Linked DNA regions of Mus musculus: all the other regions are linked to region 1. The links are chromatin contacts, called in public HiCAR-type, HiChIP or PLAC-seq, Micro-C and promoter capture Hi-C maps. All regions are on one chromosome and are shown on one strand. The core of a region is the stretch at or near the end of the contact, and the rest is flanking DNA. Distances in the headings are between cores, read along the strand shown.

The links. Promoter capture Hi-C pulls out the DNA fragments that hold promoters and counts their contacts. Hi-C and Micro-C count contacts between places; a contact is called where the count stands out from the background. HiCAR-type assays count read pairs that join an accessible place to other places. HiChIP or PLAC-seq counts read pairs in DNA pulled down with a chosen protein or histone mark.
Region 2: an H3K4me3 HiChIP or PLAC-seq map of forebrain shows a contact between it and region 1, with 3 times the contacts expected there. The contact joins the promoter of Snapc3 here to the promoter of Nfib in region 1. A contact is called at or near these places in 1 of 39 promoter capture datasets (stem cell-derived epiblast-like cells), 1 of 484 Hi-C or Micro-C datasets (embryonic stem cells) and 1 of 115 datasets of contacts at active chromatin or transcription factors (forebrain).
Region 3: a contact with region 1 is called in a promoter capture Hi-C map of liver, with 6 times the contacts expected there. The contact joins the enhancer-like site here to the promoter of Nfib in region 1. A contact is called at or near these places in 9 of 39 promoter capture datasets (the 3T3-L1 cell line, 3T3-L1-derived adipocytes, cranial neural crest and 4 more), 10 of 115 datasets of contacts at active chromatin or transcription factors (cardiomyocytes, craniofacial prominence, embryonic forebrain and 7 more) and 1 of 9 other capture datasets (embryonic stem cells).
Region 4: a contact with region 1 is called in a Micro-C map of embryonic stem cells, with 2.8 times the contacts expected there. The contact joins the promoter of Ttc39b here to the promoter of Nfib in region 1. A contact is called at or near these places in 4 of 484 Hi-C or Micro-C datasets (all in embryonic stem cells), 2 of 115 datasets of contacts at active chromatin or transcription factors (both in embryonic stem cells) and 1 of 9 other capture datasets (embryonic stem cells).
Region 5: a contact with region 1 is called in an H3K4me3 HiChIP or PLAC-seq map of neural progenitor cells, with 34 read pairs. The contact joins the enhancer-like site here to the promoter of Nfib in region 1. A contact is called at or near these places in 5 of 39 promoter capture datasets (the 3T3-L1 cell line, the HPC-7 cell line, cranial neural crest and 2 more), 10 of 484 Hi-C or Micro-C datasets (the HL-1 cell line, brain, cerebellar granule neurons and 6 more) and 15 of 115 datasets of contacts at active chromatin or transcription factors (craniofacial prominence, embryonic basal ganglia, embryonic forebrain and 11 more).
Region 6: a contact with region 1 is called in a HiCAR-type map of astrocytes, with 7 times the contacts expected there. The contact joins the enhancer-like site here to the promoter of Nfib in region 1. A contact is called at or near these places in 11 of 39 promoter capture datasets (the 3T3-L1 cell line, the C10 cell line, cranial neural crest and 7 more), 2 of 484 Hi-C or Micro-C datasets (neural progenitor cells and stem cell-derived neurons) and 13 of 115 datasets of contacts at active chromatin or transcription factors (the NIH/3T3 cell line, astrocytes, cardiomyocytes and 8 more).
Region 7: a contact with region 1 is called in an H3K4me3 HiChIP or PLAC-seq map of embryonic forebrain, with 6 times the contacts expected there. The contact joins the enhancer-like site here to the promoter of Nfib in region 1. A contact is called at or near these places in 2 of 39 promoter capture datasets (embryonic stem cells and hippocampal neurons), 1 of 484 Hi-C or Micro-C datasets (cerebellar granule neurons) and 4 of 115 datasets of contacts at active chromatin or transcription factors (embryonic forebrain, embryonic stem cells and forebrain).

What each region holds. Positions count from the first base shown.
Region 1 is chr4:82,503,882-82,507,252 of GRCm38.p6, forward strand. Nfib (nuclear factor I/B) reads right to left here and starts at 1,898. Exons shown (of 12, transcript NM_001113209.2): 1 at 850-1,898. The coding sequence starts at 879.
Region 2 is chr4:83,415,861-83,419,231 of GRCm38.p6, forward strand. It overlaps Snapc3 (small nuclear RNA activating complex, polypeptide 3), which reads left to right and starts at 1,864. Exons shown (of 9, transcript NM_029949.4): 1 at 1,864-2,194; 2 at 2,846-2,923. The coding sequence starts at 1,893.
Region 3 is chr4:81,670,403-81,673,773 of GRCm38.p6, forward strand. No RefSeq gene overlaps it. Among named protein-coding and RNA genes, the nearest start is that of Gm11412, 72 kb to the right of the region's middle. Within about 2 kb of position 1,724, at least 4 of the 459 cell types and tissues checked have an H3K27ac peak or open chromatin away from gene starts, as enhancers often do. A contact at or near this core is called in liver, where this site is marked.
Region 4 is chr4:83,322,676-83,326,046 of GRCm38.p6, forward strand. It overlaps Ttc39b (tetratricopeptide repeat domain 39B), which reads right to left and starts at 1,514. Exons shown (of 20, transcript NM_027238.2): 1 at 1,396-1,514. The coding sequence starts at 1,437. Gm42306 (a long non-coding RNA gene) reads left to right here and starts at 95. Exons shown (of 3, transcript XR_881382.3): 1 at 95-2,092; 2 at 2,815-3,077.
Region 5 is chr4:81,726,017-81,729,387 of GRCm38.p6, forward strand. No RefSeq gene overlaps it. Among named protein-coding and RNA genes, the nearest start is that of Gm11412, 16 kb to the right of the region's middle. Within about 2 kb of position 1,890, at least 59 of the 459 cell types and tissues checked have an H3K27ac peak or open chromatin away from gene starts, as enhancers often do. A contact at or near this core is called in brain, cerebellar granule neurons, cerebellum and 10 more, where this site is marked.
Region 6 is chr4:81,762,860-81,766,230 of GRCm38.p6, forward strand. No RefSeq gene overlaps it. Among named protein-coding and RNA genes, the nearest start is that of Gm11412, 21 kb to the left of the region's middle. Within about 2 kb of position 1,617, at least 69 of the 459 cell types and tissues checked have an H3K27ac peak or open chromatin away from gene starts, as enhancers often do. A contact at or near this core is called in astrocytes, embryonic forebrain, neural progenitor cells and 3 more, where this site is marked.
Region 7 is chr4:83,231,565-83,234,935 of GRCm38.p6, forward strand. It overlaps Ttc39b (tetratricopeptide repeat domain 39B), which reads right to left. Exons shown (of 20, transcript NM_027238.2): 18 at 1,147-1,264. Among named protein-coding and RNA genes, the nearest start is that of Gm46887, 47 kb to the left of the region's middle. Within about 2 kb of position 1,722, at least 74 of the 459 cell types and tissues checked have an H3K27ac peak or open chromatin away from gene starts, as enhancers often do. A contact at or near this core is called in cerebellar granule neurons, embryonic forebrain and forebrain, where this site is marked.

The sequences.
Region 1 (3,371 bases), core at 648-3,147:
ACCACTTCTTCATTTTACCATCTGACTGAAGGGATAGAAACTAGTTTGGGTTTTTAGGTATAAAGACAGTGTTTTACCTCCTAACGTTGTTCCTTAAGGCAAATTTCCAAGTTAAAAAAAAAAATCTCACTTTTCTGATACTACTTTATGCCTTGCGAGCGATGTTCAAATATCATCAAATGAACAAGTCTCACTTTTAAAACAAACGTGTCCTAAAAGTCCTAAAAATTCACCACAAACACTTCAACTTCTTGTCAGCGTAAAAGATCGCCTCTGAAGTGAGGTCTTTAAAAACCCGAAATGTGGGTCACTGTAGAACAGGACTTTAGGCACCCCAAAACGCAAAGTAATAAGTCCTCTGGACCACCACCTAGACTGGCGGCGTCACCCGCCCACTGTGGGCAGCAGAGTCCAAAGGCGCTCAAGCCTAGTTCTCAGCCCCTTGCCCAAGAGTCCATCTACAGACGCTCCCAAGCCGGAGTCCGCCCCACGCGCACCGGCCAGGGAGTGAGGGTGCCGCCGCGGCCACCACCGCCGCCGCTGCCTTCGCCGCAATCTCCTTAGGGGCGGACAGGGGCTCACGGCCGCAGGTCTCGGCCCTGCCCACCCCCAGCAGCCTCGCCCGCCCGGTGCCGGCTCTCCCCGCTCGGGCGCTGGGATGGGCGCACACGGCAGCCGTGGTCCCACGCCGCCCGCACAGCCCACCGCAACTCCGCACTACTTCTCGGGGAAGACCAGGGTGTGCCAAGGTTAGGCAAAGCCTTTGAGGGTCTGCAGCACAAGAGCAAGAAGACACAACAAAGGCGTCTGGGGCCAGAGAAAGCTCGAGAAAGCGACCAAGATAAGTACCTGAGTGAGACAGATGGGAGAATACATCATGACTTCGCCTTAAAACGCACTTTCCCGGAGATGCCCAAGAAAATCTTCCAGAAGCAAGGATTTCATCTATTCATTTTACAGTCATCTGAGCCCAGCGATGCGATCAATCAGGACGGGGCACTGCGCCGGTTCACCGCAACTTCGCAACAAACCCAGTCCTCCTTAAATAGCCAAAGATTCAAGTTCACTCGGCGAGCTAGATTTCCCGGGGTGAAATCCAATCTACACTTTTAACCCTCTTGCGGTTCGCGCGCGCCGGCCGAGCTCTCCGAGGCTGCCGCCGCTGGTGCAGGCTGCTGGTCGCCTGGTTTAGGGGATTTGTTTTCTGTTTTGCAGTTGTTGTTGTTGTTGTTTGTTGTTGGGGGTTGGGGTGCGCGAGGGTTCGGTGTGGGTTGGATTGGGGTGATGGTGGGTGGTGAAATGTTTTTTTTAAAAAAAGGCGGGGAGGGGGGCGCAGGAGGCCAGGCGGTGGGGAAAGCGAGGAGAATGTGTCACCGCGCTGGTAAAGTTCAAGGTTACCGCCGCCAACACTGCAGCAGGATCCGGGAGTGGCGATCGCAGGCGAAACTTTGCTGCGAGCCGACCACGTGTGTGCGCGAGGGGGAGCGCAAGCGAGTGCGCGCGGGTGGCGGGGCGCGCGCAGGAGAGGGCCGGGTGGGGGTGGGGGTGGGGGGGAGCAGGGAGAGGCCGGGGTGAGGGAGGGGGCGCAGGCGCGGAGCTCCCGGGCGGAAAAGCCTTTGCTGCGCTCCTGCCCCGCCGCACCGCCGCCCGCCCGCTTCGCCCCGGGTCTGACCCGCCGCGCGTGGACTCCGCTGCCGGTGCCGCTGGCCACAGCCCACGGAAAGGATCGGAAGGACCTCCTGAAAAAAATCCCAAACGATCGATCCCGCTTGGCTGCAAACTCCTCTTTTCTGTCCTGGGCTCTATTCCCCCTCCCTCTCTCGCTTTCTTTCCTTGAAAAACTTGCAAGTTGAAAGATTCACCGGTTCCACCCTCTGGACCCCGCTCGAGCTCTCTCCAAATCAGACTTAAGGATTGTTTTATTATTTAATTACACAATCACCGCTTTACTCCTCCTCCTCCTGCAAACGCGCGTTCCTTTTGCACCAGCCTCTCCACACCCCCCGCCCCCCACCTTCCTCCTCCTCCCGCGCGCCTCCCCCAGCCCTCGCGTCTCTCCCCCTCATTTGTTAAAGGTATCAGACCGGTGCCACAGTATTGGGACTTTTCTTTTCTTTTCTTTTCTTTTTTCTTTTTTCAAAAATAGCTCTTCTCTCTGCCACTCTTCGTTTACCCCCGAAAACCCGCCCAGGGAGAGGTTATTTCACTGCTCGCTGCAGACGCTCAAGACGCGAGAACATCCTAAGGGGAGAAGCCCTGAACCGGCCTGGGCCCAAGAAAGAAACGAATGGAAAATTCCCTCACACCCAGGCCGCCCCGAGCCGGGGCTAGGGCGCCGACTCTAGCACCCCAGGCGGCTGGAGGGAGAGGGAGGGTGGAGGCGGGGGCCAGAGTGAACTTGGCCTCCTGGAGTTGCAGCGGACGGGCGCGGAGCCCGGGGCGCGGCGGGCAGCCCAGCCCGGAGCTCGCACTGGCGATCGGAGAGGGGCGCCGGGGTCCCCAGGGTCCCCCGAGCCTCGCCGCAGCGGCCCGCCCTCCCCCGGCGCCCGGTGCACGTGGCCGCGCTCGGAGCGGGAAGGCCGCGCCACCGCTCGCCCCTCCTCTCCTCCTCCTCCTGCCGCGCTGGCCGCGTCCCAATCCCCACCCCCAGAGCCCGGGGCGCCGGCGGAAAGCGGCTCCCTTCCCGCGGGGGTGCGGGCAGGGCGGGGCCGCGGCGCGCCCGAGGCTGCGGGGCGGGAGCGCGCGGGGTGCGTGTGCGGCTGCGGGTCTCCCCGGCGGCTCCCGCCGGCTCCCCGCCCCGCCCCCCGCCGAGTGAATGAACTTGATTCCCGGGACCCTGGAGGCGACCGGCCAGCACCCCCTTTCGCGCGGGCACTCTCTCCCACACACACCGCCCCCCAAATTCCGGGTTTCCGCTAGGGGTGGGTGGGGAAATGGAGGAATCAAAGGCTGCCCCAGACAATGGAGAAAGAAAAGTGAGCGCCCGGGGCTCCATGTCGCCCTAGCTTGGGGCCGCCGAGCGTTTCCAGGCCCCCCGCGGCCTCCCGCTCCCACCCCGCGTCCTGGACTTTCCCCCCCTCAACTTTCTCCAGTCCTCGCACTCCTGACCACCGTGCCCTCCCCCAGCGGACCTGAAAGAACCAGTGACTTTTTCCTTCCCCAAGTGGAAGTTACCCACATCAAGCATTTCACAACGACACATCAAGAAAAGTAGGCAGGTTCAAGTCAACCATGAAATGGTCACTTTTTAACCCCGTCCTGTCCTCATTAGGGAAATGCTCAAACACAGTCCGTTTTCAAAAAGCGCTCTTAATGAGGCGAGCTTGCCAAGTCTACCAGCTGCAGCCCCTGTAAACCAAGAGCCTGGTGAA
Region 2 (3,371 bases), core at 614-3,113, 910 kb after region 1:
TCATTGTAGATTTGACGAACAGTACAGCAGAGGCACTGTAAAGAGTCCGAGCAGGAAGAGAAAGCAGTAAACATGAAAAAAGGGTAGGTTGTGAGTGAATGTGGGTGCTGAGAACTAAACCACGGTCCTCTGGAATTGCAGCAAGTATTCTCAACCACTGAGCCATCTTTCAACCCCTTGTTTTGTTTTAGTTGAACTGTTAACTCGGCATTTTTCTTTTTTCTTGTATCAGCTCTTGCCCCTGGGTTCCTGCTCTGCTGGAGTCTTGTCCTGACTTCCTTTGCTGATGGCCTGTGATATGGAAGCCAAGTTGCTTTGGTCATGGTGTTTTGCCCATATTGTCTGTGCACTATTGCATGCCTGGTACCCAAAGAGGTCAGAAGAGGCCCTGGAACTGGAGTTATAGACCACTGAGAACTGCCACACGGGTGCTGGGAACCGAACCCAGGTCCTCTGGAAGAGAAGCTGAAGCTCTTTAGCCACTGAGAGACATCTCTCCAGTCCTGCTTGTTGTTTAGGAGACAGGAATTCCTGTATCCCAGGCTTGCTTCAAACTCCCTCTGAAGGTGATTATGACCTTGAACTTCTGGTCCTCCTGCCTCTCCCTTGCAAGTGCTGGGATTATTGATCCCAGGACTTCATGCATGTGAGCCAAGTATTTTATCAGTTGAGCTGCAGCCCAGTCCATCCAATGAGTTTCAATAAATAAAATATATAATATCCATGCAATACAATTAAATTCAACCAAAAAGGGGGGGGGGATGAAGTACTGAAATTTGCTGCAAAGTAAAAATATTGTACAATATTATAGAAACCTATTGTAAAGGTCATATATGATTACATTTATATTACATGTAGAAAATAAACTGGGTGTGGTGGGACATACCTTTAATCCCAGGACTCAGGAGGCAGAAGCGGCTGTGAATTCAAGGCTAGACTGTTCTACGTAGTGATATCCTATTTCAAAAAGCCCAGATAGCAAACCTTTACAGACGTAAAGCCTGAAAAGTGTTGGCTAAAGTTGGAAGGATTGGGAGTCATAACTAAAAGCAACCTTTTCACGAGTGGTGAAAATGTTCTTAAACTAATGGTTGCCCCATTGTGAATATACTAAAAGCCACTAAAGGAATAGTTCCAATGGCTGAATTATACAACATGTGTCACAGGACAATCATACAAGCCAGGGATTGTTCAGCACACCCTGCTATGATATTTGGAACAGCTGAGCGATGGCCAAGCTTCAGAAACATCTAGGCTCACTGGGTTTCAAGCTACTTCCATTTCCTAGTTTACCGGTTTACTCCTTTAACAATCACATTCGGCTCTCTCCCCGGAAAAGTGGTGACTTTTCAAAATATATACATATGGCTAAGAATGAATTTGTGTGTTGCATAGCCGACGTTCGATAAGCTCTATCGTGCAGGTAGGTATACAAAGGCACGCATACAAACACACACCGTGCCTTTCAGAAGATTCTGGACGAACCAGTCTCAGTGCCCCTTGTCCTTCAGGATTCTCTCTAGGATAGGAGGAACCGCAGAGCAGCTCGCAAAACCAGTGGACAAAAGTCCCGCCCCTACGAACCAGATTTGAGAAAACTATGAGATGGGGACCCAATGATTGAGTCTTTAGGTAATTGTGGGTCCCAATACCAGATCAGCTCGGAACACAGCGAGCCGCACAGCCCTCGGACAAGTCCAGAGAACAATGCATCCAGCCCGGCCCACAGCGACCGAGCCGCGCCCAGGCGGTAGCCAGCCTGCTGGGAAATGTAGTTTCTGAAGCACAGCTCGCGCAACCGCCCGCCACCCCGGAGCTCTGCAAAACTACAAATCCCGTCACGCCCCGCGACGCCCTCTCGCCAGCTTTTGCCGGAAGGGATCGTGGCTGACATGGCGGAGGACCTGCAGGGCGGCGGTGCGGGTGGCCCACAGCACCCAGTCCCCAGTGCGAGCCACAGCAGCTTTCCGGAATACGAGCTTCCCGAGTTGCACACGCGCGTGTTCCATGTGGGCTCCTTTGGGGAGCTATGGCGTGGCCGGCTAGGGGCCCAGGATTTGTCGCTGAGCGAACCGCAGGCAGCCGAGCAGCCGACCGACGGAGGGGCATCCAACGACGGCTTTGAGGATGCTGCAGTAGCCAGCGATCTGGGCTGCAGTCTGGAGGCAGCAGCAGAGCTGAGGGTCGTGTGCGGGTGAGTGTGCGGCTTCGGGGTTTTGCGTGGATCCCGCAGGGCTCAGCCTCGTCCCTGCGCTTCTCGGAGACCCTTAACCTTCGTCCCCCTAAACCCTTTCCGGAAGGCCGGAAGAGATCCTTGGGTCCAAAAGCACTTTCCTGAGGGGTGGATCCAGTAACGGGACACTACAAATGCACGAAAGACTTCTATTCTTGATCTTTAAAGTGCTTGTTGAAGTAACAGCGGTATATATCTGTCATTGATATTTGGACAATGGAAGTACCTGAGGATGGAGGAGACTTAAACAGAGCCGGGTTGAAACCTTTATTAACCGTGGTTTCTAGCGGTCCTCATGAAAATGTTATTACTAAAATTTCCCTAAAAGTTTCTTACCTGGAAATAGAAATACAAAAACTAACTTGTAGCGGTCCTTCTCCTTTTGACAGTACTGGCTGTCCTCAAATGAACATACACCCTTTTCGGTATAACACTGGCACAAAAACCATTGTCTTGAATTCTGGCCTCTTTTGAGCTGCCTGCTGGATTTCATAAGACTTAATTATTCAATGATGTATTTAGGACAAGCTCTGACCCGCTGTTGAAAAATGCATGGCTGATCATAAATCGTTGCTTTTCCTTTCTCCCTTTCCCAACCTCCCTTTCTCTAAGCCTTGATAAACTGAGATGCCTCGGGGAAGATGAAGACCCGGAAGTCATCCCAGAGAACACTGACCTAGTGACTTTATGGTATGAGTTTTGTTTTGTTATATGCTATTTGTTTTGGTGCTGGAGATGAAACACGACCTACCACTAAACTACAGTTAGTCTTTCTGCTGTTTATCTGAACACTCTGAATGTTTTACTCCACCACTTAAAATTCAACCATTAGTTTGGTGTCCTGGCTTTTGGCTGTAATCCCAGCCCTCGGGAGGCTGAGTCAAAACTGATGTAAGTTAGAGGTTAGCCTTAGCTACCTAGTGAGTTCAATGATAATTGATGACTGGTTGTTGTTGTGGTGGTGGTTGTTGTTGTTTTAAACATTTGGACATCCTTTCTTTGGCTCTGTGGCTCTGTGGCTCTGTGGCTCTGTGGCTCTGTGGCTATGGGATACAGTTGTGTGTGTTTCCCCAGGCTCTTCCATTCAGTAAATCACAGATACTGTGCTAATTTACCCATCAGTTACGTAGCTCCAAAA
Region 3 (3,371 bases), core at 474-2,973, 830 kb before region 1:
TGGACAAAATGATGCTTGTACAATCAGATGAGAGCCAACATGGCCATACTTGCATCCCCTGCTCTTTGCCACTATGTGTCTTTGTGCTAACCTCATCATATCTTGAAGAACTACAGGTCAGCAATGCGTGAAATCTTAGCTGTGTGAGGGAACAAAAACAACTGAATATATCATTCTAAGTGAAGAAAAGGCAACATAGAAAGAAAAATCATGTGAGAGATTCTGAGGGCAGTATGGTGTCTGTGGCTGCTTTGTTTGCATTCTGTAAGAGTGAAATGGAAAAGCTCTCAACAAAATATTTGCTGTAGGAGAGCATAAGAGAAGGAAAAACATTTCCCACATTGACATTTTGAGCAGAGATGGATAAGAATGGAGAGAGTAATGCCTTTAGAAAGCTAGCCTTAGTGAGTTTGATCCAGCAGCAGAAGTTTCCATGTAGCTCAGGTACAAATGATGGAGGCTTTAAGTGGCCATAGAGTTCAGGTAGCTATATCTTACAAGTCCTCTGAGTAAGATAGAAGTCACAGACACACAGAAAGACAGACCAAAAGACATAAATGCAGTCCTTATTGTCCCATCAGCATCTGTTACCAGCAAGTGATCAACTTCATATATCACCACACATGCACTATTGGAAGAATTTCCCAGAAAGAGGGGGACTTTTACAAATTGAACTAAAGTCAAAATTGTCACTTGAAGAGTCATGAGAATATTACTTCTTGTTGCCATTGTGGCATTTTAATCTTAGTGTAAGGTTAACAGGGAAGCCAAAATATGATGCCAACATGAAATCCTGAAGCAAAGCTACATATGAATTTAGGAGAACCCCTTCTACAGAATGGGACATACCAGCAAGTTGATTATAGAGTATAGGTCATCTGCATACATGCCATTTGAGTCCATTGTCACTTAGAATAAGAATATATACAGAGGTGTTTCCCATGATTAGTAACTTGGGAACTCTGTGCAGTGTGTTGAAGTTTCTGTTTCAGTGATATAAGGAGAGAAAGGTGAAACTGGTTCATTGGTCATGAGTAGAAAATACTTGTAAGTGATTGGGTGTTACAGTTTTTGGGTTCTCTGTCTAGCTCTTCTCTGATTAGCAAAGTGAGTGCAAGAAAATCAATGCCTTTCCCTGAGATTTCACATTATCAATTTCATGATAAATTTGTTGAACTTACGGTTCTTTTTAGAGCAATGAAATGGCATAGTGGGCAATAAAAGTGCTCCCTGCCCAAGTCTGATTGAGTTTAATACCTGTAATCCACAGAAGGAAGCAATCAACTCCCAAAAGTTTTATAGGCATGCACTTACAAATGCACATGCATACATACAATACACCAAAATATTAACAATAATAATAATAATACTTAATAATCATTGAAAAAGCAACTTTGCCTACCAATCCTGCCTAGCAGTTTCTCCTTATGCTAGTGGAACAAGGCTACAAACAGAATACAATGTATCCCCAAAAGTGTTTACTTTAATTTTATGGAGCTTTCTGGCCATGGACTAATCAATTCTATGTCCTGCAAGCACCATTGACATGAAGTGTGTGCATGGCAGAAAGGAGTTTGTTTCCTATTTCTTTCTTCTACTCCTTCCTATATGTGGAGCCTTCACTGCCTTCCTGGTCATTGAATAAATATGTAGGACTTCTCCAAACACTATCAGATTGGCGAGACATTTGGTCTGTGTTTTGCACATCCTGCCAAGATAAGCTTGGTCATTTACCTCTGTTTATTTTCATTTTCCAGACACCAGGTACTGTTTGCATTCCAGCACCCACACAAGAGTAATATCTCTCCAATTAACACGGCATAGATTCTGATTATTGCTTAAGTTTGGTGAACTTGGTGTCAAGCCAACCAGAGGCATCTATCAAATAACAGCCAAGGGCACTGGTTTTTTTCAACTCTTTTCAAATTCTCCTCAGCAATAATTCAAATGGAATTTTTAACAATCTTGTAATAGCAAGAAGAGGAATGGAAAGAGGTGGGAGGATGCAAAGAAAGAAGGGAGATTTGCTCTCAGAGAAGCTCAAGCAAAACCTGACACCAACCACACCTACCTCCATCACTTGTATTGTGATTGGCTTTCTCCTCCCCCCCCCCCCCACCCCCTGAGACAGGGTTTCTCTGTGTATAGCCCTGGCTGTCTTGGAACTCACTTTGTAGACCAGTTTGGCCTCGAACTCAGAAATCCGCCTGCCTCTGTCTCCCGAGTGCTGGGATTAAAGGCGTGTGCCACCACGCCTGGCCATGATTGGCTTTTTAAAGGACACAGACATGATTTTTGCTAAAACTGTGTTTACTTTGAATTTATCAAAAACAAAGTAAAACAAACAAACAAAGAAACCAATTTTAAGCTGAATCTTTTATACCTCCTGGGGTTGTCTGACCAAAGTTTTTAGAGCCTGTAGGGTCACTTGCTGCAAGCAACATTCTGGTCATTATATCTTGATTGTTCATGAATTTTCATTGACTCCTTGATCTTGTGCCATCTTTGGAGCACCAGGGCAAGCTGGCTTGTTGTGTTTCTTCTGCTTTTCTGCCACAGACCCCCCCTTGCATGCAGTTGCAAATCATTGCACACATAATCATCTTATGGCTAGGATTTTATTTTAATTCCTATTTGGAACCATGTTGAGCACTCAGTACACACATCTCTGAGACCAGATACTTCTCTGTTGGCTGTCAAGTTTTCCCATTTCTCATCTAAATATGAGCTGAGTCCTACCATTCTTATTTGTTTATAGAAAATAAAGGTTGTATCATACGAAAACTGTGCTATCAATGTGCTACCTGTGCAATCCCAAAATACTGTAACTAAAATTTACGCAGACGTGATAGCATTAATCAAATGCTCTCAAACAGGCTTTTAAAAATATTTTTGAAATAATTTTTGAGCATTTCAAACAATGTGTTTTGAAGAAATCCATCCCTCTCTGCAAGAACTCTTCCCAAATCTTCTTCTCTTACCCCACTATCCATTCAAATCCCCCCCCCATTCTCCCTTCCTCTCTTTCTTCCTTCCTTCCCTCTCTCATTTTCCCTTCTTCCCTCCCTCTGCATGTCTTTTTAAAAATTTATTCAATCCAGTTTTTGTTGTCTGACTCCTGTCAGTAAGAGGCTTGCCCTGGGACGAGGACTTTACACCTGGTATTGCACAACTGACAACATTTGAGTTATCCCTCTTCTATCAGCAAACAAATGTCAATAGTTGCTCAGCTAGAGGGAAACTCCGTATCTATCTTAATGGTTTGAGCATGTGCAGGCTGTAACAACTGCTGTAAGTTCATATATGTGTGCATCTATCTTATTGTGTCTGTAAAATACTGTTTTAAGTCATCCACCATTTTAATGGTGGCT
Region 4 (3,371 bases), core at 264-2,763, 820 kb after region 1:
TTGCATTTCTTCAACAGTGAGCCAGAGTCAGAAATACCACTCTATAGTTAGGAGCTACTCTGGGTCTTGATTGTTTTTTTTTTTTTTTCTTTATTACGGAAGAAAAAAAAATATCCATGCTAGTCGATTTTTCTATGTGTCTAGACCTGGTTAGCCTTGAATTTGTGATTCTCCTGACTCAGCCATCTGAGTGCTGAGATTACAGACCAGGCTCAGGATTGTTCTTTCATTTTCAATACAAATAGATTAAATGGTTATGGACAGGGAAGCAGCTGGAGACAAGCCTGGGATAAGCTATTGAGACTGTACAACAGCCTCCATCATGCCAAGACTGTGGCTATTTAATGTATACACAAGAGGGAACGTTAGAAACTCTTGAGGAAGTAGTAGATGGTCAAAGTACCGTAGTAGTGTGTTACCTGGATTACGAATGTAAAATTTAAAAGCGCAGGCAACAGGCCATGCCAAAAGACTGCCTAAAGCTATAAATAAAAGTTGTCACAGAAGAAAATAGTAACAAATATTCTATCTCATTGTTTGCCTTGTGTGTCCTTAGAAGGTCCAGCAACACATCCATGCCCCCTGGGCAAGCGCTAATTCCCTGGTGTGTGGTCTTGGGCCCACACCGCAAGGCTGGTCCTCAGAAAGCTCTGGTTCGCCGCCTTAACTGTCTGTAGCATAAAGATTGATCCTTGGGGTTTTGATCGGTTCTTAATGTCAACATTTAAAGCACAGTATTTACTCGTTACCAGGATCTTCTGGCAGTAAAGACCGAATCCTAACTCACTCGCCTCCTCCACATCACCCATCTATTGCATCATTGGAAATCAAGGCTTTCTCAGGCCGCGACTTGTAAAATTCAAGTCAGGTAAAATGGCAGCAGAGGCGGCGGCAGGAGCCTGACCCTCAACTTGAGAGCAGAGCGCGCGCTCCCAGCAGCAGCTGAAGGAAGCGCTGAAATCAACAGGTCGGGCGCCCCCGCCCGGGAGCGTTCAGACCCCGGCGCCGCGCGAGGACCCGGTAGGTCACTTCGGTAGCCTAGAGAGGCGAGGCCGCCGGCGATTCTGGACAAGGGACCTTTCCCGGCCGCGGGGCTCAGGCTCCGGCCCTCGGTCCCGGGGTGACTAGACAGCCGTACCCCACCCGCCCGGCGGACACCTCGCGGAACTTCCACAGAAAGCGACACAGAAGTCGAGTCCAGAACGGTTCCGCAAAAGCCCATAGGGTCCAAGGAGGCTCAGGCTGGCCCGGGCTGCTCTGCCTGGCCCCGTGGGACGCTCCTCGGCGTGAAGGACAGCCCTGCCCACCCTCCGTGCCAGCGGAGGCTCCGCATCCCTCCCACGCCCGCCGGTGCCCGCCGGTGCCCGGACCAGCCCGCTCTGCCTGTCCTCGCACCTCGTCCGCGTCCAATTCCACTCGGCTGCCCACGAGCGCCATGTTCCCCTCCGCGGCGGCCGCACACCCACAGGGAACTCAGAACCGACTCTTTTCTGGCTCTGGGTTCAGCCCAGCACGGGTGGAGGAGGAACCAGGCGGCCCCGAGCGACCGGACCGAGCTGTCCCCGCCCCCGGCGCCGCGGTATCCACTGCGCACCCAGTACCCCAGCGGATGCCAGGCTAATGCCCCGCCCCCTCGCCGGATAGCCCCGCCCCGGCACGCGGCCTCCTTAGAGAGCAGCCAACCAGGTTCCGTGGGGAGGAGTCACCCACAGAGTCAGCGGGTGCTCGGGAAAAGGACCTCTGGGGTACTGGCCTCCCTAGAGGATTGGCAGGAGCCTGGCGCCGTGACTGGAGCGCGCAGAGCTGACAACCCAAGGTCGTGGCTGCGCTCCCTCTGTGGCTAGTGGTCCACCTGGTCCTTGGTCTGGAACCAGAGCGTTTACTTCGCCCAGAGGACAGAGCATCTGACAGATGCAGCTAGAGGACAGCTATGGGTCACTGGTCACCTAGAGGCATCTGACACATCACATGCCCAAGTCGCTGTGTCAAGAACATCCTCTCCAAGAGATAGGAGCTCTGTTTTGCCTCTGTGTTTGCGAAGTAACGGCTTCGGTGTAACTCAGAGCCCTGTACATCTCCCAGCACGGTCCAGGTTTTTATTGCTACACCATCTCTCACTCAGCCTTCTGTAAATCCAAATAGACATAATTTGTGCTTCAATTATCCATGAGGATAAGGATGCTGTCTTTTTCTATGCTATATCCCTAGAACCTAGAACAATGTTTTTTGACTGTATTTAGAAATTGATTCCTGTTTCTGACTTGCAAAATAACTGAGCTATCCAACTGGGAAAAAAAAAGTTAAAACTATAAATATTTAGGGTTGAGAGTCAGTTTTATTTTAAACTCCCCTAACGGTGTAATTTGGTAACAAATGTTACAAGACACCCCACTCATATAGAGCATCCCAAAAATGTCCTATCCCTGTTCTGTGGTGTCCCCAGACACCAAACTTCTATCGTTGCTATCACCCCATCTCTCCCCACTTTGTTGTATGCAGTCATTTACATACTCAGTATCTATCTGATTTATGAAATACGGCTTATCGGTCTGTAAACATAAAAACAGGAAACTAATTGTAATTGAGAACTAATCGTGTACTAGGACTATGCTGGGGCCCTTGTATGTTTTGTCTCACTTATTCTCATAGGAAGAGGGACACTGTTTAGTAAGAGTTTAAGTCACTTTCCTAGGGTCAGGCTGCTAAGTAAAACAGTGATGCCAGAATCAGAAACGCAGTCTGGCGGCAGCACCTGGCTAATAGCCGGTCTCTCTGTGACTACAGCCAACCTTCTTTTCTCCCTGTGGATTTCAGGAGACTAGCTGAGAGGAGGCCTATTAACACACATTTCCCAGGAGTCACCATGGCATCCTTGATACCAGCTTCATGATGTTATTGTCTCCAAGTGTCTTTGACACAGCAGCAGTTAAGACCAATGAAGGTAAAAACTCCTCCTGGTCAAGAGAATACTAGATATTAATCTGGTTGGAGAATTGACATTTTTGTAAGGCATGTCAATCATCTGGCTAAGACACTGCCCCTTAGAAGGCGGGTTCTTCTGTAGCCACGTTAAAAAGGTAAGTGGAATGCTTCTTTCTTTAATGAGATAATGCACTGTACATACACACAGTCTCTTACAGAGCAGCCGGCATGCAGTTTCCTGAGTCTGCCCGCTTTTCCGAGTTACTCAGAAAAGCTAAACTTTTCCTTTTCTTCTCTTTTCTAAGCCTATGGTCTCTAAGCATAGCTCCTCCCCATCGTGGGTCTCACCTCCATGATGAGTTGGTTTTTGGTTTTTGTTCGTTTTGGGTTTTTTTTTTTCCTTCTCCTTTTGCCTCCTCTGAGAAGAACCTGAGATTTTCAGTTCACCT
Region 5 (3,371 bases), core at 640-3,139, 780 kb before region 1:
AAGTCTCTTTCTCTTTGACCTCTGCTGGTTTCAATCTTCAGAGGGATCTGTGCTCTACATCTCTAGCTGTCTCTGCTTATTTTTCTGGAATGCTGTTTCACAGCTCTGTCGAGATTGTGCTGTTCTGCCTCGCCCTGGTTTCCCTGAGATGTCTCAGATTTGTAGATTACTGTTGCTTAAGGTCAGTGTTTGACACTCGTTCAGACTCAGAGGAAACCCTTGCTTTCCTTAAGAAGGTGGTTCTGTTTCCCAGCTTCTGCTTCTGGTGTCTAACTGAGCATATTTATCTTCAGGCTTTCAACTCTGTTCTGGGCTTTATAGGCTTCTATATTCTATGATATGGATTGAATTATGGGTAGTAGCCCATGGACAGGATATCCTATCCATGTGATTTGGGAAAGACAGAATGATAGTCAATCATCCACAATTACTGCTGATGAAGCAAACCTAGCTCCAAGGGGCTACTATACATAATTCAATCCATATCAAATAATGCTAAAAATTCTTGTGATAAATTAAACTCTTTGTAGTTCACACAGAACATCTGGCTGGGAGGCCAGCGTTGCCATTTCTGTGTCTTCTCAAATAGTACAAAAAAACCCAAACTTTCTATTTCTCCCACTGCATTGGTATCTATAAAAAAGCTCCAAGTGCATTTTCACCCAACAGATCATCCATATCACCCTTTTCTCAGGCTCTGAGCTTCTCCGGGTAGGGGCAGGAAGCCTATTGCAGTCAGGTTTTGTCCTATCTTAGTGAGACAGGGCTTTAGCATTCTGCAGCATGGGAGGTGGCCACTGATGTCCACGCCAGGAGCGGTAGAGCCAGGGCAACAGGCAGCAGATGGCTCAGGGCTTTATCCTGGAGTTTTAATGTGCGGGTGGCACGCCTTCCTTCCTGCCCTCTGTTGGTCCCTGATTCTGAACCACTAGTCCTTTTCCAGTTTGCTCACCCATTGTCTTTTCCCTGCTGTCATTTGTGCCGGGGCTTGGGGAATAATGTTGCTGGCACACAGAGCTTTTGAGAGAAATGTAAATTGCGAGCAACACTGTGTCCTTCTGTTTTCTCATCAGAAAGCAGCATCTAGGTGTTGAGTGTGCTGAGCTGGCTGGCCACAGTGCCCGGCAAAGATGTGCCCAGAGTTCAGGAGCAGCCCCCTGTTCCCAGGCCCTGGTTCTGTAGAAGTGGGAGTTTCTGAAGAGGGGGCACTCTGAGAGGGAGGGGAGGAAGGGGTACTTTCCAAAGCAGACGCTCCTGGCTTTGCAAGGAAAGCTGCTCTCAGAGGACTTCAGCAGGCTCACAGACAATCCACAGCTTTGGAAAGTGACAAACAAAACAGTCTCTTAGTCCTGTGCATAAATGTAAGAGGCTTGTCTTAAGTGTGTGTGCAGGACTCCAGCGGACTGAAAATGTTACCGGAGTCAAAGTGAACCATTGTTTCGGTTATAATGAAGGCAAGCAATTTTTTAACAACAGAAGTTCTGTTCTGAAACCCCCCTCTCGTCCCCCCGCACTCAGTTCCTCTGCCCCTGCACCTGCTTCATTTTTGGCTTCTTGGCACTGATGTTGCCAGAGACATCAGCTGGCAGTGGCAAACCGCTGAAAGCTCCCCTGCCATGCAGCTCTGCAAATGCCAGCCATTACCCACTGGTGCATGCCCGCTTAGAAAGACCCCCTTCTCCCTCCAGCCCCACTTTCGTCTGCCCCCCAGTTTTACTTCCACATCAGAGTCAATGAGGCCGACTAAGCAGTGGTCGGGCCCTCTAATAGATGCACCCCTTGATTGTGGGTGCATCCATTTTACTCCATCTCTTTGCTGGGATCATTATATTTTGATCCAGGATGTGCGGAACATGTAAAGGATGGGACTGTTTCTTCTGTTCAGTAAAGAGTGGTTGGCCCACAGCGCCCTTCTCAGGCCTTGGCAGATGGTGGGGTGCTTTCTTGAAGTCTCTTCGACTTGAAACAGCCTTTTTGTTTTTGTTGCTTACTGAGAGGCCGTTGCCCCAAATTCACTGAATAAAGACATACACTTTTCAGTTTAAAGCTAAGCCCCCAAGAGATAAATACTGACTGAGAGTCGGAGGCTGACGGACAAGCTGGAAAGGCAAAGGAGCTGCTGGAAGTTAAGTATTCAGCACAAGGCTTTGCAGTTTAAAAAAAAAAAAAAAAAAAAAAAAAAAAAAAAAAAACCAAACCCGGTGGCTTTAAGTTCCCACTCACCACAGCGGTTCAGGCTGTGTACTGAGAAAGTGTGAGAAATCTGTGAGAAATTCCACATATATTTATTTTTCTTGGAAATTAGAGAATATCTTCACAGTGTACACTCTGAAGGGCTTTTGTTTTGTTTTGTTGTGTTTTTAATGATCTAAACCATCTGGGGAGTTGATAAAGAATGTGATTTTCACAAGCTGAGCTTGCAGAGCCTATTGCTAAATCCCAAACCTTTATCCAGTCTACAGATAAAACCAGGGTGGGAGAGCTTCCCTTCCAGATCCAAATACTAAGATCCCACGGGTGCCAAACGCTTTAGTATCTGGGTGGCAAGAAAAATAGACAGCTGACTAAGGGAGCCTGGCTTGAGACTAGAAATTGTTACTATTTTTTTTTCCTCGTTGCTGTTGTTTTAGATTTGTGAAAGTCACAACTTTCCAGAAAGTCTGTCTGGAACACAAGACACTATCATGTTTGTCTAACGTTTTCCTGTTTTGTTTTGTTTTTGTTTTTTTTTAAATCCAGTGACAAAAAAACCCATGAAAATATATTTTAGCTAATGTTTAAAAGATATCTTCCAAATTCTGGAACCTCAAAGTTTTCTTACAAGGAAGCATTACAGAGTCCTAGAGGTGTAGAGACCAGATTACAATAAGTTTCTTTTTAAAAAAAATTATTTGTTTGTATATGGTGTGTGTGTTTGTGTGTGTGTGTGTGAGAGAGAGAGAGAGAGACAGACAGACAGAGAGAGACAGAGAGACAGAGAGACAGAGACAGAGACAGAGACAGAGAGACAGAGAGAGATATGGGGTGGGTGACAATGTGCAGGAGTTGATTCTCATATTTCACCAAATGAATTTCTGGTTTGAACTCAGATCTTAGGAATCGGTGGCCAGTGTCTTTATGTAGAGATCCATGTCTCTGGCCTTCTTTGGAATTTTTGACAGATCTCAATATGCTGCTTTGGATTTGTGCCTCAGCAGTCTCTCATCGGGTGACTAAGGCAGGGAAATCAGGGAATGCCATTTAACTGACCGCACACTCACTATCTACTTGAAACTTGAAATTCTCTCTCTCTCTCTCTCTCTCTCTCTCTCTCTCTCTCTCTCTCTCTCTCTCTCTCTCTCTCTCCATTAAATCCTTCATTTCCTCTGAGT
Region 6 (3,371 bases), core at 367-2,866, 740 kb before region 1:
TTTGCTGAGGGTGCTTTGTAACCGCTGCAGATCCAGACAAAGAAAACTTTTATGCACGTAAACAAAACAGATTACCCTGAGCCAGGATTTCTGGGCCGAACATATTCCTTAGACTATTTCTGAGCGGTTATTTATGGATGTCTGTTTATCCCCTGGAGCCTGACTTTGGTGCAGTGAAACCACTCTGTGTTTAGTGCAATGGTCTGCCACCCCAGGGGATGGCTAGATGTCAAATATTTACCCCTGTGGGAATGAACGAAAGTCAGAGATACAGAGAAAATAGGAGTTAAGTGCAGGGTCCACGGGAACTAGCAGCATTTTGAGGGAAATGAATTTTAAAGAAAACAAATGAAATAAAGAGATATCACAGCTTTAGGGGTTTTGTTTTGTTTTTTAATGGGACAGGGAGGAGAGCCCTCTCAAGTATAAAGTGACTTCAAGCAGTGGAGGATTTTCACCTCCCTGCTTTCTCAGCAACCACACCCACCATTTTCTCACCTGGCTCAGCACCAGGCCCAGAGGGAGACATTTAAAATTTTTTATTCTTTTAATTGGAAACGGATGCTGTACCTTGTCTTTCAAGCCTGCTTTGAGAGGGAGGTAGGTAGTGAGGGATGAAGTAGTGAGGGACTAAGGGAGGAAAGAAAGATGAAGAGGCAGGAGGAAGGGGAGGGAGGGAAGGAGGGAGGGAGAGGGTGAAGAGAGAGGGAGGGAGGAGACCTAGCCAAGTATTAGTTTAGCCGGAATGAAACCTTGTAAAACTTTGAAATCAAATTTGGCATTCAACTCTGTAGATACTCACACTGGAAAACTCCAGAAAGTCACAAGAACGTTGACTGTCTTGCCCAAGATTCTTCTTTTCAAGTGTTGTGGCCCCCTGCTCCCTTCCCGAGCCATTTTCTTTGGCATTGGACTTACTGTACTATCGGGTACAACGCTACATTTCTACAGGCTGTGTCAAAGCATGTCAAGTTGCAAAAGGGCTTGTAAAATAATCATGGACAAGGAAACAGAACAGCCATTAAAGCTGTAAAGGGACGACTACACTGAAGGGCAGGCTTGAAATAAAGTCCATGTGACCTACGGAACAGGGGAAGCTTCTGAAGTCTGGAAGACAAAGCACAGGCATGTCTTCATTTCTTTTTTTTCACGGGGCACCGGGATTTTTACTTTGCTGTAGGCACCCGGAGCATAGGGGAGTTTGCTGAGGCCAGGTCTGATCTGAAGCCTGTCCGCTGTTGAGACGAATGACAAGGCCATCTCTGCTTAAACACCTGAGTTCAGAGTGACAGCAAATTCCAGTGGAGCCAGGTATCCATCTGCAAGAACTCCTAGCAGCTCACTTGTACTGGGAAGCGACCCTAGGCTGCCCTGCTTTTGGTGAGGACAGCTTTGCCTTGCGGCTGGGCACACCACATTCAAAAGCAAACATTGGACAGCTTCACCTTCTTCCACTTTGGCAAGGAAAATAGAATGCACAAAGGAGCATTCCTTTAGTTGTATTTAGAAATGAAAGTCCCGGCGGATTTAGGAGCTGGTGCCTGGGAGGCCCCTGCATTGTGAGCCCTGTGCAGCAGGCCGGCCCGCTTACACAAGCAGCCTTTGTTTTAATTAGCACAGGAGCAGCCCTCCCCTCCTCCTGCAGGGCTTCCACTTTACAATTGTCTGGGAACTCCCTCAGCTGAAAATGGTTACTAAGAAAATTTCCACAGAAATCCAACCAAAAGGGCCAGGCCAACGCTGGGCTTTTAAAAGCACTTTTCCAAATTGAGTCTTGAAGGAGTGGACCGCCTGCTGGAATGGATGTCCACTGTAGGGAGAACCCCAAGGTTAACAGTGGTTTGCTTCAAAATAGTAGTCAGTTCTTCCTACCTCTTGCCTCCAAAGAAAGAAAACAACACAACCTCCTTAAAATGGTGTTATGGATCTGGTGTAAAGTGACAAAGGCCAGGGCATTTAAAATGAAAGGAGACACTATCTCCAAGCTAGTTTTCAAGGTTGCATTGAATCTGAAGGTGGTGCAGTGAGTTACAGAAAGTGACTGTCACACCTCTACACACAGCTGCCCTTCCCTAACCTCTAGCTTTTGGACAACTGGTGCCCTGAAGTAGTGGAGATGCACGTGGTATTCAAAGAGAAAATTCAGTCGAGTTAGGCAAGGGGAGCCCTGGAGGCAGTCGAAGCTCCTGGAGATGGCCTTCGTAGCTTTGGTCAAGAAATGCATGTGGTTCCTAGCAGACGTATTACCACCTGATTCATCCTTTGCTGCAATTTTCTGGGTTTTATTTGTGCCCTTTTTATTTTCAACTGGAGTACTTTCAAATTGAAATTTGCAAAATGTGCTCAATGAAAAATTTCATCAAATGTGTACATATTTTATAACTCAAGCATAAAATTTAAATATGTTTTGAGATGTGTGTGTCATAAACATACTTATGTGATATAAAGTACAATTCATTTGTTCACTTGGAAAGCTAGCACATTTTTTAAAGTAATTAAAAATATAGTTTCATTTCTTTTTTTTGGGAGTTTTTTTTAATTAGATATTTTCCTCATTTACATTTCCAATGCTATCCCAAAAGTCCCCCATACCCACCCCCACAATCCCCTACCCACCCACTCCCCCTTTTTGGCCCTGGCGTTCCCCTGTACTGGGGCATATAAAGTTGGCAATTCCAAAGGGCCTCTCTTTCCAGTGATGGCTGACTAGGCCATCTTTTGATACATATGCAGCTAGAGACAAGAGCTCCGGGGTACTGGTTAGTTCATATTGTTGTTCCACATATAGGGTTGCAGATCCCTTTAGCTCCTTGGGTACTTTCTCTAGCTCCTCTATTGGGGGCCCTGTGACCCATCCAATAGCTGACTGTGATCATCCACTTCTGTGTTTGCTAGGCCCGGCATAGTCTCACAAGAGACAACTATATCTGGGTGCTTTCAGCAAAATCTTGCTAGTGTATGCAATGGTGTCAGCGTTTGGAAGCTGATTATGGGATGGATCACTGGATATGGCAATCACTAGATGGCCCATCCTTTCGTCACAGCTCCAAATTTTGTCTCTGTAACTCCTTCCATGGGTGTTTTGTTCCCATTTCTAAGAAGGGCAAAGTGTCCACACTTTGGTCTTTGTTCTTCTTGAGTTTCATTTCTTTATTAGGTTTTGTTTTGTTTTGTTTTGTTTTGTTTTGTTTTTGTTTTTGTTTTTTGTTTTTGGATTTGATTCCTTATTGCTGTTTTAAGAATTTGCAGCTCAAATTGAACTATTAAGTGTTCTGATCTTTAGGTTAAAACCAAATACAAATACTTGGGTATTCTCATTTCATTGCCATGGCACTGAACGAAAACGTTTTAAGTAAATCATCCAATTTCTG
Region 7 (3,371 bases), core at 472-2,971, 730 kb after region 1:
GAGAGTATGGACCAGAAGAAACTCTCTTGCTGGCAAGGGACAAGACAGATGACCTTTTGCCTATACTTCTGGCATGAAGAAAAAACAAAAAGCATATCTCTTTGGAAATTAACCATCAAGAGGCCAGTCCTCACGGAAACTTGCATTTCAAATGTCCCTTGCTCTAGAGTTCCAAGAACTGTGCTGAACAATGATATTAACACAAAAGTGGCTTGCGCAGAAGCCGAGGTGGGTGGTGTAGGAGGTCTCCTCTTCAACTTAACCCCACCTAAGGTGACTGCACAATTCAAACATTGTAAACCACACCAGTCAATGATTCCCTGTGAAATTCAGCAAGTGGCCGGCCCTTGAACATTAGGAAAATGCCAATAAACTAGAGCTGCGAATACACCAAATTACCTTATTGGGGAACAAGATTCCGTGTCCTACATTCTCATAAATACTGTCATGAGGGAGGAGTCCAAGTGGCTGTTAATGGGAAGGCACGTGACCTGGGAAAGAAGGCATCAGGTGGCACACTGAATGGCCTCTATCTTTTTGGCTTGCAGTCTTTTCAAAAATATTGAACAAAATATTTAAAACCCAGGAGACCTGACATTAGATGCAGTTTTCAGGTTCTTTATGAAAAGAAGTAGGGAGCCCTGCTCCTGGGCCCACACTGTGCAGAGTGAGTAGTCACAGCCATTAGAACACAGTGGTCACCAGTTTACTGACAGGCAGTCACCCTTGCTCCAACTCTCTGAAAAGTATCAGGACAGTACTGTCATTGCTGTAAAACAAAGATCACCATACACAGAAGAAATGTCCTGTGGGAAAAAACAAGGAGCAGTATTTTCACCTCTCTTCCCTGCCAAATCACCATCTCTCTCTCACACACACACACACACACACACACACACACACCCCACAGGAAGTGATAGAGACCAAGTGAGTTTGAGAGCCTCAGTAGTTTACAGCCAACGCTTAGCGACTGTCAGCCTGGCTCTAAGTTTACATTTAGCAGTCATCTTTAAGCAGTGAGTGGAAATAACGTAAAGCCATATTCCAAACAAACCGCAGATCTGTTCATGAGGTTAAAGGCTCGGGGCACCCCTTTGTCCCACAGATTCCCCTGAAGCCACCACCTGTCCTCGGGCTGCCTCTTACCTTTCCACAACGTGGTTGAAACACAGCTCAGCTTGCAAGGGCCGCTCCAAGTTCTTGAGGCAGCATCCTTTCAGTAATTTCACCAAGCATTCATCATCCACAGAGTAGTCAGTAAAGTCTTAAAACAAGAAGCATAGACGGAAGGGGGAAAGCTCATTGTTTGCATGGTGTCTGCGATGGATGCTAGAGCCCCATCTTTACGAGGCAGACACTCTGGGCTGCCCTGCACCTCCAGTCCAAAAATGCTTTCAAAAAACTCCGAACTGAGAGGAAAACTAACTGATGTTGGGCTTTAAGGGGACCATTCACAAACACGTTTGTTAACTCACGACACACTGCAAACCCTTGCTGAGAAGAGCATTGAACTCTCTCAATCACCAGCATTTCTTACGCTGTGTTCACAGGCAGAGTTTTCAGGTGGTCATCCTGAATCCTGTGGCCTTAGCTACGACAGGAAATCTGAACTCTACATAAAGAATGAGCTCCATTAATTCTCTCAGAGGTGAAGGGAGGAGCCAGGCTGTCTCCTCCTGTGGTTTTGGCTTCTAACTCTGCTGGCACCCGTGCAGGAGAGGATAGCGCTTCCATATGGAGAAGCAGATGGCCTCCCACCCGTTCAAAATGCAGGAAGCAGAAACCTCTCTTCCAGATCATTATGTTTACAACCTAGCAGTTCTCCCAGGTTATGTTCTTTTGGGGGGAAGTTATGCCGTGAAATGGTTCCGAAACGTGGGCGAGGCACCCCAAGCCCCCACGAACCCCCATGCTCCTAGAATGTCAGGGCCTTCCTTCCCCACCCGGACCCCTGTCTCCAGCTCAGTTTGGGCGTATGAGGCAGAGTGAGTCGCATCGAATGGGGCGGTGGCTGTGTGACAAAGGTAGCCATGCCATGCGCTCCATGCGTGAGGGCTTTCCTGCTTTTTTTCTTTTGCGGGTGACATGTGAAGAAGCTATTCCAAGACAGACTGCTAATTTACACGTCTCAGGCTGTGACAGTGTGGAGGGGTGGTGAAGGGAACTGAGCAGACTCTGAACGTCCCCAGATTGAAAGGCTCATGCTTCAGGGTCAAGGCTCAGACCTCACCAGTGACATGTGCTGGTGTTTCAGCTTATAAAGCCCTCACCTATTAGAGGTTAACAGTGCCACTCACCCAGCTAGAAGGGGCTCACTTCACTTCTAAGTGTTTAAACATTTGAGATTCACTTCTAACTATCAAGTGCTGACACGTCACTAGAAAGCCCACGGATGCCAACACCTCTAACCTTTCCCACTACTTAGAGCTACCTTTCCCTACACCCAACCCATGCTTCTCTCAGAGATGTCTACGAAAAGGTCAGTCGGCCCTTAGCCCAAAGCCTTAAGACCCACACAGGACACTGGATTTTAGTGTCACTGCTGTGTATCCTATTGAACTTTGAGAAGTAGTTTTCTGACAGTTTGTGTCGTGACAACATCTGCTTGCTCAGTGAATTATGGTTTTTGAGGTGCCACAGACAACTACCATTGAAAAACCAGTAAAGTCACTCTGTGGGGATCTTAAGTTAGCAATTTGACAGAGGGGTTTATATCCCACATCCGACACAAACCTCAGAAGCAAAACCACAGACTCCTCTGACCATAGTACACTGTCGTCACATGATCACTCCCTGTCATGATTCAAAGTCTCATGAAAGAGGAAGATTTCAATAGTTTCCATCTTCAATTGGAATTTAAAAATATATATATATCACTGCAACAAGACAGGCGATACGGCTTTGCCGGTGAAGGCGACTGCCACTAAGGGTGATGACCTGGGTTTGATCCCAAGGACCCACATGGTAGAAGAAAAGTACCAGTGTCACAAATGTCCTCTGACAACCACACACACATAGAGAAATGATACTGTTTGAAAAGTGGGGTTTTTTTGTTTTTTTTTTTTTTCAATCATGGTAACGATGCCCAAGTGTATGTGCAGCACAGTGAGGGGCTGAGTGTCCTAACTGTGGGCAGGCCAAGAAAGAAGGAAGCTTAAGAACTACAAAAATATCTACGCTGCGTATTTTAGAAACTTGCTGGATCGCACCAAGCAGGAAACGTGGAAGCTGACTGAAACGTGAAAGGCCACCAGACTGCAATCCCTTCATGTAACTGATTCTGTTTGCTATATAATGTCGCCACACAAATTAACTGCAAGGATAGACAAAGTGGATCTGCTGCCAACTTCTGGGTACATGATGGATTTGTT